2 separate regions of the Xenopus laevis genome follow, and region 2 is linked to region 1. Evidence: chromatin contacts called from public Hi-C data. All regions are on one chromosome and are shown on one strand. Each heading gives the region's core, a stretch centred on a gene start, on an enhancer-like site or on the middle of the called end of the contact. The rest is flanking DNA. Distances are from core to core; before and after follow the strand shown.

What was found. A called contact is a pair of places that touch in the nucleus more often than the background predicts.
Region 2: a Hi-C map of the XL177 cell line shows a contact between it and region 1, with 2.0 times the contacts expected there. The contact joins the enhancer-like site here to the promoter of erlin2.L in region 1. A contact is called at or near these places in 2 of 4 Hi-C or Micro-C datasets (the XL177 cell line and the XTC cell line).

Annotation. Positions count from the first base shown.
Region 1 is chr3L:126,059,228-126,064,509 of Xenopus_laevis_v10.1, reverse strand. erlin2.L (ER lipid raft associated 2 L homeolog) reads left to right here and starts at 2,499. Exons shown (of 12, transcript NM_001094800.1): 1 at 2,499-2,586; 2 at 4,612-4,728. The coding sequence starts at 4,622.
Region 2 is chr3L:126,128,624-126,133,905 of Xenopus_laevis_v10.1, reverse strand. No RefSeq gene overlaps it. Among protein-coding and RNA genes, the nearest start is that of znf703.L, 33 kb to the left of the region's middle. Within about 2 kb of position 2,450, at least 1 of the 7 cell types and tissues checked has an H3K27ac peak or open chromatin away from gene starts, as enhancers often do.

The DNA of each region.
Region 1 (5,282 bases), core at 1,250-3,749:
CATGGAAAACGCCTGCTACTTTATAAATAAACAAAAATAATAACAAAACAATGTATTTTCCAGGCTAAGGCCAAATTCACCCTATGCTAACAATAAATCACCCAGGAGTGATATCTGATGCTTAACAGCCTCCCCAGATGAATTCCATTACTATACCAAATCCACAAAGGATCATAGAAACTCTAACATAGCTGTGTCTGTCCTTTCTCATGTATATTAGTCTAAACCTGTCACTGTAATTAGGCTTTAAAGTACATTGTTTGTACTATGTAAATAAAAATACACAGGCACACAAGGCATCAGTCTGCTCACAGACCACAAACTACTAATTGCAAGAAATAACTCCATGTGCTGAAATTAGAAGGTGTCTCTTCAGTTAACAATGGGTTGTTCACCTATGAATTCACTTATAGTATGATGTAGAGGTTGATATTCTGAGACAATATGCAATTGGCTTTCATTGTTTATTATTTGTGATGTTTGAGTTATTTAGATTTTTATTCAGTACCATTTATTTCAGCAATCTGGTTGTTAGGGTCCAAATTCCCCTAGCAACCATGTATTGATTTGAATAAGAGGCTGGAGTTTGAATAGGAGAAGCCTGAATAGAAATACGAGCAATAAAAAGCTTCAACAACAATAAATTTGTAGCCTTACAGAGGATTTGTTTTTAGATGGGGTCAGTGACCCCCATCGGAAAGCTGGGGTGAGTCCGAAGAAGAAGGCAAATAATTTAAAAACTATAGAAAATAAATAGCGAAGAACAATTGAAAAGTTGTTCCGAATTAGCCATTCTATAACATACTAAAACTTACCTTAAAGGTGAACCTTTAAAGCTACTTTTTCATTACTCATCTTTCTAATCAGGCCTCCGCTATTCATATTTCGGTCTCTTATTCAAATCAATATATGATTGCTACGCAAAGTTGGGGACATTTCAGTACAAATCCGGGACTGCAAGTTGAGCTGTCAAAATCAGGACTGTCCTGTGAAAAACGGGACAGTTGGGAGGTATGATTAGAGGAATATATATATGTGTATATATATATATATATATATATATATATATATAGTATACACACACATTAAAAAAACAATTATATTGTATATAATGCACAAAAGCCATGAATATGCTGTAAATGATATCCTTATAAACGGTGAGTAGTGATGTCATCAGTTATAAACGGTGAGTAATGATGTCATTTTTGTCACATGACAACCTGTGTATTATAATATATAAAGTACCCCTTGTTGAAAAATTTGAGGATATTAGAAGTAACCTTGGCGTTGCATGACCTGTATAAATATATATATGGTCATGGAACTCCCGGTGACTTATTATATCCTTATATATATAACAGGTCTGGACTGGGAGTCAAAATAGGCCCTGGCATTCAAATTACAGAGAGGCCCATTTTACAGCAGCCCCTCTGGCCTTTGCCAGAACCCACAGACTGCCAGTCCAGGTCTGATATATAACTTGTGGAATGGGTGGCACTCCGCTTCTAGACTTCACTCAGTTGCACGGTTAAAGTTTAGTATAATCTCAGGAAGAACCAGCAACACCGGGTTGTTTTTTAGTAGTGAAAAATTGTATTTAGTAAGGCATTCATAGCCAACGTGACGTCTCGGTCCCTACTGGGAGAAATGTCACGTTGGCTATGCATGCCTTACTAAATACAATTTTTCACTACTAAAAAACAACCCGGTGTTGCTGGTTCTTCCTGAGATTATAAATATATATATCTTCACAAGGGCAGCACCCTGCTGATATCGTGTTCCCTAGGTGCACGGTAAATAATTCAAATTCTTCAAGAAGACCCTCAACACCAGGATATGTTTATCAAATCAAGGTGTATTCATTTTGTGCATGAATAGCCTATATATATATATATATATATATATATATATATATATGTGTGTGTATATATATATATATATATATATATATATATATATATATATATATATATATATATATATATCATTGCACCCCTTGCCTAATGGTTTTAAAAGTTAGTGGTGAGCACAACTTTCTCTTCTCTTGTTTGTTATATATATATATATATATATATATATATATATATATATATATATATATATATATATTTATATTATTTTTAACTACAAAATGATATACTGGATATATATTTTTTTTCCTTTTAAATGTGATATTCATCTCTTACATCAATCCCCGCACCAGAAGAGCTTACAATCTAATTTTCCTAGGCATATACACACCTAGGGAGCCAATACATATGTAACTATGACTTATAAAGAATATTTTAATAGCTAAGAGGAACCCAAGCACTGGATATGTTATCCTTACCTGCAATGCTTGACTGCCTCTTATTAACCCCAAAACTGAGCTCTGGTTCCACCTGCTGGCAAAAACCAACATGTGCACTTCCGCCATTGAAAGGGCAAACGCGCCCTTAACTAAGATGTCTGCTTGTTCGGCACCCAGGGTGAAAGGTATGACGTTAACGGGAGCGACACTCGGAAGTAAGTGCAGCTCGTGCAGGTGGTTCTAGAAGGAAGATTAGGATCGATCAGAAGCGGTGCCCTGGAGGTGCAGTGATAAAGGTCGGGAGGAGCCTTTTTATTTTTAAGTTCTCATAGCGTGGACGACAGTTTATTGTGGGTTCTGGGTGTATTGGTGTGGGCCTGGGAAGTCAGAGCAGGGGGTTTATATTAGCACTGCGAGCTTAAAGTACAGCTTTATGTTATTCTCTTACTAAGTCCATGGCATGATTAAGAACTGACCAATTGCATAGAAATTGTGCTAAATAGATAGCAAGTCTAAGAATATTCCCCCTCTTGTACCCCCTCCTTCTCTGTAAGCCAAAGACAATGGTGGGGGAGCTGGTTTATTATATATTATTTTTAGATCATTTGACATATTGTTTTAATAAGCATTGTGGTATATAACATTAAATATGTATGGCTCCGGACAAGTTCAGCCTCCTTTTGTTTTACTAGATATTCTGAACTCTGTACAAACAACTCCCTCCCTTTGTTGTAACTGTCTGCGCTCACTGATAAGCACAAGCCAGTTATGGGGTTATAGATATGCTGGTATTATCAGCCTCACACATTATAAACATGTTTGACTGAATAAGTAAAAAAAACTTAATTAATATAATGGGGAAAAAAAAAAGTATATTTAGCACAATCATTATTTCTTGAAGTTTTAACGGGTAAACAGCCCCTTTATATGCACTTTTAAATTGACAGGAGTCGGGTCTTGCTGAAGCGGTGAGCAGGTTGCCGTCAGAGATAGGGGCAAGCAAAGGAAAGCCCCGTCCCATGGCAGCTGAATTGGAAAGGGTGTAGTTTTGGGATCATTACACATGCGGGGAAATATCAGAATTTCCTCGTTATGAACAATGAACTAAAACTTGTGCTTTCAGTTACACATTAACAAGAAATAACCTGGCGTTGGTCTCAGGCACTATACAGCCACACCCTTTTGTCTCATCGTCATTAGCCTCTGCTCTGCTTGTGTGTCAAAGGGCTTTTCAAGGTTGTGTTAAATGGCGGGTTACCAACTAAACTCATTTATTATTATTTTAAGGGGATTTTACAGCCACAACGATCTAAGTATGTGTATCGATTGCACCATATGTAGACAAGTTAATTGTTAAAGAGAAAGTATACCCCCCCCATTGACTTAAGCTCTTTCAGATTTTATGTAGAAAAGGTTCATAAACATTATTTGAACTTCCATACATTGATATAAATATATTTGTTTACCTCCTTCAACGTATTGAAGGAAAGCATGATAATCTATCCTTGACTCGTACAAATGATTTCTCTACCCCCCTTAGGCTCACAGTGTAATATATCCCTGCCTTTCTCACCTTGTTCCAGTGTGAAGTGATGGGTTCTGGTACTTGAAGTCCCACTGATTTCCATAGTGGGTGGTGCAGAGATTCTCTGGGAAGCAGAGGGACCTCAAGTCCCAGAATCCCTTACTTCACAATGGAACATGGTGAGGGAGGGGTTGCAGAACACTTTGAGGTTCTGGCAAGTGTCCTGATATTCTTTCAGTCTGTGGAATCGGGTATATCTGTGTAAAAAAAGTACATTTATATGAGGGATGTGGCGAATCCACTATTTTGTATTCGGCTGGACCCCCAAATCCTTCGCAAAAGATTCAGACGAATACTGAACCGAATCCAAATCATAATTTATATAGGCAAATTAGGGGTGGGAATGGGAAACAATTTTTTACTTCCTTGTTTTCTGACAAAAAGTCATGTGATTTCCCTCCCTGCCCCTAATTCAGATTGGGTTCGGCCAGGCAGAAGGATTCGGCCGAATCCAAATCCTGCTGAAAAAGACCGAATCCCAAACCGAATCCTGGATTCGGTGCATCCCTAATTTTTATTAATATTTTATATTTTATATATTTTAGAATATTTTGGCACTTCAGATAATATTTATACACTCCTTCTGCATATTCCAAACTGAATTAGCTAATGTCAAAAAGCTGGATTCTTTTTTTTGTTTTTAATTGGTACCATGCAGTAGTGTGTGCCATTGTGCCACAGCACAGCATAGTGATGCCTTTTACAGCTCTGGCTAATTTGTGTTTCTTTTCCATAGGAAGCTGAGAATGTCCCACGCTGGAGCTATCGTTGGCCTAGGAGTCGCACTTATTGCTGCTGCGCTCTTCTCGGCTATTCATAAGATAGAAGAGGGGCATGTAGGGGTGTATTACAGGTAAGCACCAAGCATATGATACATTCTGAATCCATAGTGATACAGTATGGGTCAGTAATACCACTAGGCTTTGGAGTGTTTAAAGGGATTGCTATGATGTAGTTTTCATTCCTAAATTATACTGTTTACACTGGAAATAATTTACTAACATATAAAATGTAATTCCTGAACCAACATGTATATATTTAGTTGTAATGTTGGTGTGTAGGTGCCATTTCAGGTCACTTTGCCTGGTCATGTGCTTTCAGAAAGAGCCAGTGCTGCACTATGGAACTGTTTTCTGGCAGGCTATTGTTTCTCCTCCTCAATGTAACTGAATGTGTGACCTGGAATTTACTAATGAGTGCTACCAGGCAGCTGTTATCTTGTGTTAGAGAGCTGTTATCTGGTTACCTTCCCATTGTTCTGTTGTTAGGGTGCTTAGGGGGGAAAGGGAGGGGATGATATCACTCCAACTTGCAGTACAGCAGTAAAGAGTGTCTGAAGTCTATGAGAGCACAAGTCACATGACGGGTGTCTCCTGGGAAACTGACAATATGCCTAGCCCCATGTCA
Region 2 (5,282 bases), core at 1,201-3,700, 69 kb before region 1:
AGAACATGTATGTGTTACATCTAAACTGATCTTAGGGGTTGTTCATTTTTGAGTTAACTTTTAGTATGATATAGAGGGTGATATTCTAAAAACAATTTGCAATCGTTTTTCATTTTCTATTATTTGTGATTTTTGAGTTATTTAGCTTTTTATTCAGTCGCTCTCCAGTTTGCAATTTCAGCCATCTTGTTGATAGGGTCCAAATTGCCCTAGCAACCATGTATTAATTTGAATAAGCGACTGGAATATGAATAGAAGAGGGCCTGAATTTAAAGATGAGTAATAAAAAGTAGTATTAACGATACATGTGTAGCCTTACAGAGCATTTGTTTTTTTAGGTGGGATCAGTGGCCTCCATTGAAAACTGGAGAGTTAGAAGAAGGTGCCGGCAAATAATTAAAAAAAACTATAAAAAATAAATAATGAAGACCAATTGAAAAGTTACTTAGAATTGGCCAACAGCAGTATGGGCATATATTGGTTCTTGTTGGAATGTACTTTGGCAACCATTTACTTAAGTGCATTAAAGTGTGATAATGAACTGTCCAGAAATACCGTAACACTAAAAATAAGAGTTGGTTTACTTAATTAAACTAAACTTTGAGCACCTACTATCACAACTGTGCTATGTTCACTATTTGGCAGGGTCTCGGCATGACAAAATTGGCACTAATCACAATCACGTATGTTGCCTGCTTTGCAAGGTCTAAGAATGACAAAATTGGCGACCAATGTCTATCGAGAGGTGTTATGCAAAATAAACCCACAGAATTGTCTAGCGGTTGAGATATCATCTCCATCTTTAACATGACCAATGTCCACTATCGATTCCAGAAGCATAACACACAGACATTTTTATCACTGAATAAACTGATAATATGAAATTAAAATAATTGATAACTGAAATTATTTTCCAAATTGTTGGTAATTGGTAATAACAACTATAAGATGGAAATTCGTGAGCAACTCATACAAACTATTGGTTAGTTTTTTAATAGTTATGTTTTGGCACCAATGTTACATTTTTTGTTTTAAAACATTTGCAGCACCAATGGGCTTTGATTTATTTTAATAAAAGTTAAAGGATGCCTTTGCCCTTAAAATGGCACTTGCAATGTAGACACCAACAGGAGTTGGCTTTGCTCGTGTGATAAGAAGCCCATCACTTACTGGGCTGTCGCTGAGCAAGGCATGGGAAATATCTGAATAAACACTGTTATCAGGGTCCAGCCATTGTCTCAAGATCCTGGAGGACTTTTTACAAAACAAACTGATAAACCATACAGATCTGTCCCCCAGTAGCCACCTTTCATTGTCTTTCTTTTTGTCACTGGTCCTAACCTGTTGCATTCTCAAGCCTTCTCCTATTCTATATACACACATATATATATATATGAAGTGTTTACCATCTCTTTCTGTGTATCTATATCAATCACTTTCTGTCATTCCCTTTCTGTTTTACTGTCTATATTCATCATGTTCTGTCCCATTCTTCATGACTTAGGCTGTCCATATTCATCAATTTCAGTTCCATTCTTCCCGTCAGCAGCAATCTATCATATTCTGTCCTAATCTTTCATTCTGCCACATTCTTTCTTCTGCCGTCCTGTCTATATATAAATATTTGTAATCTCATAATCTGTCCCCGGGTGTTTCTCCTCTCCCCTTACATTTGTATCACATATATTTGCTAGGATATATATATATTTTTTTTAAGGCTCAGTCCCCTTTATATAACTGATTTGAGGTTCACTAGTTTACAGAGAAAAACAGAATTTGTCTAGTGGCACTCAATACATGATACTATTTTTTAGAGAGGTAATGAGACAACTGCTTCTGTTGGTACATAATCATTAATTTTTGTTTTTACTGATGGGGTTCATGGCCATAAATCACCTTACACATCTGCAGTATAAGGCTATAACTCCACTGCTGCTCTGCCCGGCACCTGAATACATTGCCTCAGCTCAAGTGCAGACAGACATGATGGATTTCAACGCCAACACATGTAATTTTGCATTTCACACTAAAATCGTCGCATCTGCCTGCTCCAAGCCAAGGTATTTGGGTGCAGGAACATTGAGAGCAGAGCAGCAGCAGAGGAGCGGATTCTCTGCCTTCGCAATGTCTGGTCCTAGCCTTAAGTGGAGTGAGGAGGTTGCACAAGGGATTGAACAAGAGAGGCATAAATGGCATTACTCATCTGTGATGAACAGACCTGGAGAATTTCTAGACACCCCCTCAAGGTCAGACTGCGCTAGTGGTGATGCAAAACAACCCAGTTGTTCCTTACTGGCCCAGACTTGATCCTCATGGCTGCTAGAGCAACTCCCTGACCTCCCTGGCCACCAGAAGAAATAAGTAGTGCTGGAAGGGGTTGAGGGGGGTTGTGGTTGGGAGCTACAGTGGGCCTCGATCCCCCCAGTCTGACACTGCACCCCCTCAACTCCCCTTAGGGGAAGCAGCTCCTTTAGTAAAGCATGTGCTGTAATTAGACGTTTTTAAGCTCTACAAAACCTTTGGAAAGATGACCTGTTTCACCAACATATATTGAGTCCTTCTGTTCCCTCCAGCACTCCCTGGGTCTGGATCTACCATTGTTACTGTCTTGGAAAGGGCATAAACCATGGGCACCGTGCCTCATCCTAGTAAAAATAAAAATGGTTATAGTTAAATTAGGGTTGAATATGTGCTCGATTCATTGACATAAGGTTTTTTTTTCCATGTTTGGTCAAAGACCAAGCATACACTCACTGACTTGCATATAAACATCCATCTCCGCTAGTTATACCGACACCTATCCTCAGCACAGAGGTGTAAAGGTGCCATAGTGTAGTATGACTTTAGTTTGTGCCAAACAATGCATTCCAATTCTCCTACTCAATATAATTTGATTATGAACTGGTCCAGCAGTTTTTATCTTGTGTGTTCAACCGACTTCAAATCACATTGTCTCTCCTCCTCTCGTAACCCACAGGCTTCACTAAAAACTGTATCAGCTCAACACACTCACAGATATACACATATTTTTATTTCTGTATCTTCCATGCTTTCCCCTCAGCTGACAGTGTCTTTATCATTGTGCCCCCTACTTTCTCACTGCCAATCCCTCTCATTGTCTGTATCTATCACTTGTTTCTTTTAACTTCCAATTTCTGTCATAACCTATTTGTATGTCACCTTATCTCCCTCAAGCAAATGTACCATTTTGCGGTGCAGATGCATTAATCTAATTTACCTTGGTTCTTCATGGGTTGACATCTGCAACGATTTTTCATTCTTTATGTGACCGACAACATGGTACTTTAAAGTCAGCTTGATGGATGAAGATACGACCCAGAGGAGAAAAATTCCAGCACTGTAAGAATGTGACAGTGATACAGTGGAATGGCACCCTGTGGTATGGGAGTCATTCGGCACTGTGCTTGGACTATAAACGGGGAGCCAATTCATTTTCTTTTTGACGTAAACCCAAGGAAGTGGAAAGAACGGGTGGTACTGAACAACACAATACATTAGAGTACATACAGTACATATAAAATAATTATAGGAATACATTATAAGTATTGGTTTGGATGTAAAAAATGACACAGGTTTTCTTGCTAAGTAAATCTAACAAGGGAGCTCCCACGTTGAAGTTGAAAAGTTAAAACATAATACAGGCATGGGATCCGTTATCCACAAACCCATTATCCACAAACCCATTATCCGGAAAGCTCCAAATTATAGGAAGGCCATTTCCCATACTTTAGGTATGGAGATCCAAATTACAGAAAAACCCAGGTCCCGAGCATTCTGGATAACAGGTCCCATACCTGTACTACTAATTCTCAGTAGACTCTATAGATAATATACAGAACCTGCACATATTATTAGACCATATTAACAGTATATAGCACCAATACACCAAGTCAAGCTGAACCATAATTTATAGTTAAACTTTCATTTTTGATTCTGATTCTTCCAGCCTAGCACCAAACAACCTTAATGTGCTCAGAATATTCTTTGCATTCTTATACATTCTTATACATTTTTAATTCATATAATGTACTCACAGGACACAAAATCCAGAGTTTTTTAAGTTTAAAACAATACTAGTTTATTATAAATTAATTTAATATAATTGATGGAATGTCATTTGTGATATGTTGCTGCCATGCACTTATTATTATACAGCATAATGAGTAATTGCTTTAGATAATAGTTCCGCTGACAGTCAGTACTGTTACTAACTGTCAGCACACACATAAAAGACCCTGCTAACCCACACCCTTTACATTGAAAATTACTTATCTCTTACAGGGTTAAAGGGTAAGTTTTTCATATACAGGTATTGGACCTGTTATCCAGAATGCTCGGGACCTGGGGTTTTCCTCAAAAGGAATCTTTCTGTTATTTGGATCTCCTTACTTTGTCTACTAAAAAAACATGTAAACATTAATTAAACCCAATAGGCTTGTTTTGCCTCCAGTAAGGTTTAATTACATCTCAAGTACAAAGTACTCAAAGTTTTATTATTACAGAAGCAAAGGAAATCATTTTATAAAATGAGAATTATTTGATAACAATGGAGTTTATGTGGCATGTCCTTCCCATAATTCTGGATAACGTTTTTCCAGATAACCGATCCAATACCTGTATGAAATATAACAAGATCATAGCTCTATTGACTAACTAGCAGTCATGTTTCGAGTACAAGTGTTATCAAACTCACATTGAGACAGTCCAACTGGTTGGCTAAGCCACGCTCCTTCTCTTAAGAAAGTTGTACTATGCTGCTACAGCTTTAATCCATTGGGGCTGGAAAACACAGAAACAGAATATTTGGTGACAAAGATTTCTTCTTCAAAAATTTGCTGTTATAAAGTTATTATATAGCTGTTATTTATAGCCACAGTTATACTCTGTATTCCATTTTAATGGGCAAAGCAATTACAGAGGCACACATCCGTGACAACTGGAGAAAAATGTGTTTTTGTATAAATACTGGGTATATTTAGCTTTATTTCACACCAGCACGGATTGTGCTTAGTCTGTCTTCACTCCATATCTGATTGTATTCATTAAATCACCCAGAAGCCTATTGATTCCATCTGGGAATAGGGGGGTGAGAGGCCAGTGTGAGTCCTCTCGCGTTAAGTCCAATGAAAGGGACAGTATGGACATCGTTTTGGATGTGAAGTGTAGCAGGTATAAGAGTGGACTTATAATTATGAAGGACACTATGTTGAGGTTCTCAATTTATATAAAGTTATTTGTGTCATCAGTAAATATAGTTGGCG